Linked DNA regions of Gossypium hirsutum: region 1 is linked to region 2. A link is a contact called in public Hi-C data. All regions are on one chromosome and are shown on one strand. The core of a region is the stretch at or near the end of the contact, and the rest is flanking DNA. Distances in the headings are between cores, read along the strand shown.

Evidence for each region. Hi-C and Micro-C count contacts between places; a contact is called where the count stands out from the background.
Region 1: a contact with region 2 is called in a Hi-C map of leaf, with 2.7 times the contacts expected there. The contact joins the enhancer-like site here to the promoter of LOC107899476 in region 2. A contact is called at or near these places in 2 of 34 Hi-C or Micro-C datasets (both in leaf).

Annotation. Positions count from the first base shown.
Region 1 is chrD04:41,363,011-41,366,553 of Gossypium_hirsutum_v2.1, forward strand. No RefSeq gene overlaps it. Among protein-coding and RNA genes, the nearest start is that of LOC121216029, 41 kb to the right of the region's middle. Within about 2 kb of position 2,216, at least 1 of the 9 cell types and tissues checked has an H3K27ac peak or open chromatin away from gene starts, as enhancers often do. A contact at or near this core is called in leaf, where this site is marked.
Region 2 is chrD04:41,151,658-41,155,322 of Gossypium_hirsutum_v2.1, forward strand. It overlaps LOC107899476 (S-adenosylmethionine synthase 3), which reads right to left and starts at 1,824. Exons shown (of 2, transcript XM_016825199.2): 1 at 1,638-1,824; 2 at 1-936. The coding sequence starts at 896.

The DNA of each region.
Region 1 (3,543 bases), core at 966-3,465, 210 kb after region 2:
TAGTTCAACATTTTCGAAAATAAAATATATTGATGTATATATGTATATATATAAAAGAACATTCATTAAAAAAATAAATGTATATACATGACCATATAAAAAAATAAATATATACATATAGATTTAAAAAATGATTAAATAATAAATACATTATCGAAATTAATTAAATTTAAAAAATATAAAAAAAAGGGACTAAACTGAACTGAAGATGAAAAATCTGGGGCAAATTCGAAAATAAATAAAACCCAAAGGACCACATTGAACGCGCGAATAATCATGGAGGGATTGAAGGAGAAATTTTCCCTTTTCCCCTAAACGGCGTCGTTCCATCAGGACCAAATTGAAATTGGAAATAAATTAAAGAGCGAATTTTTAAAAATAAAAAAACTTAATAAAAACATTAAAACACGGAGGGGCTAAAGGCGCAATTTGCCCCTCCGCATAAAAACACGCGGATCCTAGGCCAAGTCGGGTCGGATTATCCAAAACGACGCCGTTTTTAACACTTAAAACCGCTCCTAAAACGGTACCGTTTAGTTACCCTATTTAAACCAACTTTTCCCCAAAAAAAATCATTTGTAGTAGGAGAAATATAAAAAAATAATAAAAAAATCTTGATTTCTCTGCTAGGGTTTCGACCCTAGCTTTTACGCCGCCACGCCTTTGCCGTGATCCCACCGTGGAAGGTGGTTGGAGTCGCACCCCAAAGGGGCTTATTGGCTCTTTTCGCGCAGATTTAAGGCGTCTCCAGGTATTTCCCTTTTTTTAAATAAATAATAAAACCCGATTTGGGTATTTTTTAGAAGAAATAAAACACAGAAGCAATGGCCTTTCGGCCTCTGTAATTCCAATTGCAAATCCGCGCGAAACCCTAAAGGGCTTTCGTGGCTTTGACGAACGGAGGAACCTCCGACAGCGGCGCGCGATCCAAAATCAGGTCTGTTGCAACCTCTTTCTTTCCTTTTTTTATACATTTTTTTAAATAGTACGCAAAGGAAAAAATATAAAGAAAACAAAAAAAAAAAACAAAAACAACAGTTCGAGATAAAATGTCGACCTTTTAATCTCTTGATTGATTTTGTGCACTCTTGGTATTCTCTGTTGTTTGTGAAAACACTCGTGTTTTTTTATTGATTTTTTTTCCATCCGTTTTACAGTGTATTTAGTAGCTTTATATAACAAACAATGAAACAAAAAATGGAAAGAAAATCTATTCGTATCTGCTTGATTTTGAGATCTTCTTGATTTTCTTGCCATATTCGTTGCCTATACTGCCCTATTTCTTTCTTGCTGTGCAGGTGAACGAGGATGCGGCTGGCGCGAAGTACTTGGTTGCGGCGCGAGGCTTACCCTAGAAAACCTGGGTTTTTTTTTGTTTTGATACTGTTTTGGGCCTATGCTTGTGATGGGTCACTGTATTTTAGGTTTGGGCCGTATTGGCCCACTGTAATTTGGACTCTATTTTTTATTTGTTTACTGAGGGCCTTTTAGACTCGGGCCAAACTCGGGTATTACATGGCTCATGAATGTTATTTTTACAACTATTTTTTAATTGATTTTGACATAATAATAAAAAAATTAACACTTAATTTTTAAAAAAATTATTTTTACGATAATTTTTTTTATCATTTTAATTGTAAACCTTTAAAATTTAGTCTAATTGATTGTCTAAAAAAAATCGAACTATTAAAATTTTAACACCACTAATTAAAAAATGATAATTTTTAAGAAAATATGATCAATATTAAGAATAAAGTATACATGAAGTATCACCGGATTATAATATAACCCTCATTAAACTTTTAACAATTCAGACAGTTTTTGTCTGAAAAAAACATTTAGATTAAGATTTGTAATTAAAAAAGATTAAAAGTAAAGCGATAGGAAAAGTTTAAGTACTAAAATCATCATTCAATCTTAGTTTTCCGCCTTGTCTATTTTGCTCAATATCGTCTCGACAGCTTGACCCATCATCAGGAGTTGCGCTTGAAGATATGTTGTTATAATCTTCTTTTTCACACACTCTCTCAGTACAATATAAAACTATCATTTGGGTCATATCAACATACATTTAAATATTGTGCATATAGAAGAACAAAATTTTAGGTTATAGATGCCAAGAGAGTAGACATTATAAAAGAACGGTAAGGTGTTTAGGTGGGGAAGAGATGTTGGGTGTTTTATTTTTTGAATGAGATTGACAACTTTCATGCAGGCCCGCCAGTTCTGTTTAAATGAAAAGCCCAAAATAGGGCCCATTGGCGGAATTTGTAATAACCAAAGCCCACCAAGATATTGTAGTTGGGGAAAAACTCTATTTGGCACAACTGGTGAAAGGGGAACATACATGTTTCTATTCTTTTTCTCCTTTTGTTTTTCATGAATTAAACATTATTGTCAAATGCCAAACGCAAAGGATAAAAAAAGTTGAGATGATTTGGAGTAGGAATGGCTTCAAATTGTATTTCTGTGTCTTTCTGTATTAACTTAACTCATATATCTATTTAGAAATTTGAATCCGTAAATTATTCGAGTATTACTATTTAAATTTGAATCTAAATTAAAATTATTATCCGTCAAATAATGAATCCACAAAAAATCCAAAATTAAAATTTTCAATCATACGCCGAATATTCGAATCCAAATTCACAAAATAATAGAAAATCAAACAAAAATTTAATTTTAAATAAATTTATCGATAATTATCTATAAATAAATGTAAATAAACAAAAGTAGTTAAATAACAATTCAAAAAAATTAAGCATAACAATTTCACGACAACTTAAATATACCTAAAAACTAAAATATAATAATTCTAAACAAATTCAAAGTTCTATAACAATACGAAATATCTTGATTACTTAACCCACGCTATGGTATATATATATATTATAATCTACCACTTATTTAGGATTTAAGCTTACATATTATTAATATAAAAATAAATATTATAAAAACATAGTTGTATATAAAGATACATATTATTAATAATCTACCTTAATTATATAATACTAATTGTATACATTACAATTTACAATAAGGTTAGTTGTACATTTAAGGTTTATGTTACATATAGTTAATAAACGAGGTAGGTTAAAATATCATAATTGTATAATAATTTTTATAAATTTGTAATTTATTTATATATAATAATTGATATATGATATGTAGTTAATTGGTTAATTTAACTAAATATGCTGAAAAAAAGTAAGCAGCTATGCCGTTTTTTTTTTGAAAATTTAATGATCTATGCCATTTTTGGAGAAAAAGGAAAACACGTCATACAAGGTGCGTTTTAAGGAGAGAGAATAAAAACGCATCCTACAGGGCAGTGAAATGGCTCCCTGTAGGACGCGTTTTCACTTTGGTAAAATTGTTTTTTTTCTTTTTTTTCTTTTTTTTCTTCCAGTTGAAAATTAGAAGTTTGTAGATTAATTTTTGTCCGTGTTTGAGATAGACATAGTTATAGTTTTAAGGAATGTTTAAATTTACGGTGGTGCCATAGAGCTAGAAGACCTACAAATTTCATCTGCCATGTGGGTA
Region 2 (3,665 bases), core at 574-3,073:
GCAAGTCCTGAGGCCACAACACTCTTTGCTGCTTGCCTAACAATGTATGCACCACTACGGTCCACCTTTGTAGGATCCTTTCCAGAGAAGGCACCTCCACCATGAGCACCCCACCCACCATAGGTATCAATAATTATCTTTCGGCCAGTGAGTCCTGCATCTCCATGTGGTCCACCGATTACAAACCTACCAGATGGGTTGAGATGGAAAATGGTTTTGTCATCGAGATACTTCGCAGGAATAACAGGCTTAATAACATGTTCTTTCAAATCTGCATGGATCTTCTCATTGGTGACAGTCTCATCATGTTGGGTTGAAATGAGAATTGTGTGAACACGAATGGGGACCATGGCTCCACCCTCATTAAGATACTCAACAGTCACTTGGGTTTTACCGTCAGGCCTCAACCATGGGCATGTCTTGTTCTTCCTCACTTCAGTGAGCCTGGCGCCGAGCTTGGTTGCAAGCACATGGGTTAGAGGCATAAACTCAGGGGTTTCATCAGTGGCATAACCGAACATGTGACCCTGGTCACCAGCCCCAATTTCCTCAGGCTTCTTGGTGAGGTGACCATGAACTCCTTGAGCAATATCAGGGCTCTGTTGCTCAATGTTAACTAGAACTTTGCAGTTGTCAGCATCAAGGCCAACATCAGCTGATATGAACCCTATACCTCTGCAAGTATCACGAACGATTTTCTCATAGTCAACTTTAGCCTTGGTTGTGATCTCGCCAAAGACCATAACCATGTTTGTCTTGGTACAAGTTTCACAAGCTACTTTGCTTTCTGGGTCTTGTTCTAGGCATGCATCAAGAATAGCATCTGAAACCTGGTCGCAAATCTTGTCGGGGTGGCCTTCATTGACAGATTCGGAAGTGAATAGGAAGGTGTCCATATCGACTTTGACCACATCATAAGGCACTAAATTAATGCTCCTTAAAGTGAAAATTTTAGTTGAAAAACAACAAATTTAACAGACCACACCTCAAAGTCTTATGGTAATAAAATCTAAAAAAAGAAGCAAATATCCTCATCAGACTTGAATTCAACTTCAAAATTTCACTCTATGACAAATTAAAGCATTATTTCATTGTAAATATACTTGCTTTCTACATTATCAAAAGTTTCTGAGAATAAATTTTATTTTCATGTTAGAGTAAAAGATTAAATATACAATTAAACTACAAAGACAATAAAAATGATTATTATTCACGAAACAAAAAAAAAATACAATTTATTTCAACATATAATCAACTTTTGCATCCAAATTACATTCTTGTTTTTAGGTTGGGGGGGGGGGAGCAAAGCAACCAAAAAGAACAATTCAACATTAGTTACCTAGGGATTTATGAAATCGAGCAATTTATGGACATAACAAAACATAGAGAGATCAGTAGCATTCGAAAGCTACAACTTTTATAGATGAACCAAATATTATCCTTAATTTCACAAATCTGATGAACAAAAACAGAATCAAGAGTTTAATTATTAAAGAAAAAAAAGCTCATTCTCAAACGAAATGAATCCCACTTCCATTTATAATAAAAAAAGGAAATCATGATAATATTCAAATCGATCTGTTCAAAGCATTTTATTGTGAAGGAAAAAGAAAGAGAGAAAGGAAAGGGAGCGGTACCTTTCAATGAGATCTGAAAGAAGAGATTGAAAATGGAAAGAGGAAGAGAGGAGAGGGAATTGAAGTGAAGGGAGAAATGGGATATTATTTATAGGACTGAAAGACGAATCGTTTGATTCGCTCTTAATCACTCGCGATTCCCCGCCCTTTTCGGTGTTTGGCTCTTCCCCTGCTTTTCTCCACCCCCATATTGTATTATCTCCTGCTTCTCGTCACAAATTTTTTCAAACAATCTTGACCCTTTAAAATTTGACTATTTCTGGACGACGAAATTGGAGGGCAGAGATTGGATCTTGTATCAATATTTTGTACATTCAAGTTCTCTTTCACGTTGATGTTGGGTCCAATTATATCAATCCTTTACAAGTAAAAGAAGTTGCATTAAATTTAGGGATAATTCTTGTTTGATCCTCTAACTTTATAAGGTAAATTATTTTAACCCTTTATTTAATTTTTTGCTTCTTTCAACTCTTTAACTTACGTTGCTTATCAAATTATCTCAAAATAGATGGAAAAGTTAACGTTTATTAATTTTACTGATGTGGCATCCACATGTAGTCCACATTAGCAATTAATTATATTTTTAAATAATTTTTATAATTTTTAAATAATTTTAAATATTTTAAAATATTTTTTCATGAATTTTTAAATATATTAAATAATCAATTAATTACTAATGTGACATTCAAGCGACAATCTATTTGAATGTCATGTCACAAAAGTTAACGTTAACTTTCTCTTCATTTTAGGATAATTTGACAAACAAAGCAAGTTTAAAGATTAAAATAAGCGAAAAATTAAATGAATGATTAAAATGATTTTTTTAAACTTGATATATTTAAATATATTAATAATGCATAATTATATTTAAAAATTAACAAAGCATAATTCTATAAATTGATGTTAGTTAATTAAGATAACGTCATCTCATTCAAATAATTTTATCATTATTTACTCTCTTTAAAATTTTCTAATAAGACTACCTATTAAACATTCATTATATAAGTGGTTTTTAAAAAAAATAAATTAATGGTTATTGATAAAGTTAAAAAAAATTGTATAAGAATAAGATTGATTTTTTATTTTTAAAAATTATCTTAGGAGTTTTTTTTAAAAAAAAAATTATCTTAGGAGAGCAACTCTCCTAACATATAGATGGACATATGGTTTTTTTGTTTTGATACAATTACATATTTGTATTTTTATATTTCGATGTATCATTTCATGTTTATTAGTATTTTTAATATTTCTTTTGTACATGTAAACATATTTCAATTATAAACATATAAATATATTTATATGAAAATATTAATTTTAAAATTATTAATTATGTTCAACAACTTAATTAAATTATTATATTTTATTTTTTAATGTAATTATAAAAATAATTAAGATAAAAAATAAAAAATAGTTTAAAATTTTAAAATATTGTATGATCTAATACGAGCATTACAAGCTGAAACGTATCGGTACAAACCAATAGACCAAATGTATCAGTGAAATTGATACCTACAAGAATTTACACCAAAATGTAAACATATCCTATGCATTTTCATTTCAATGGAAATACCTTAATAGGTTATTTTCTCTTCCTTTTGAGAATTGGTTGCTAGTGAATATTCTGAACAAATTTAGCCTTCATTTTGTTGATGTTGAATGGGGAACTTCATTTAATATTACCTAAAGTTAGATGTAATGCATTATTGGGCCAACAAAGTATTTGCACTGATGATGTTGTAGAACAGAGCTGGGTATGGGCAATCCAATTTAAGATCGCTTGGCAAAATAACACAATGCATTATAGGCAATCCTTGCAAACGAGGAAGGGGAAATTTAGGCTTAGTTTAAATGGGTTTACTTCCGGTAAGGTTAAAAACAGCGATAACAGTAAGGTTAGTTATTGTAGTTGTGAGGTAAAAAATTTCACTGCACCACAACCACCACCCATCTAAAGGAGGCCTTAAAGATGTCATTACAGATCATAATAATGCTAATTGGTTGGCAGGTTACAACTACGAAGTGAACCAA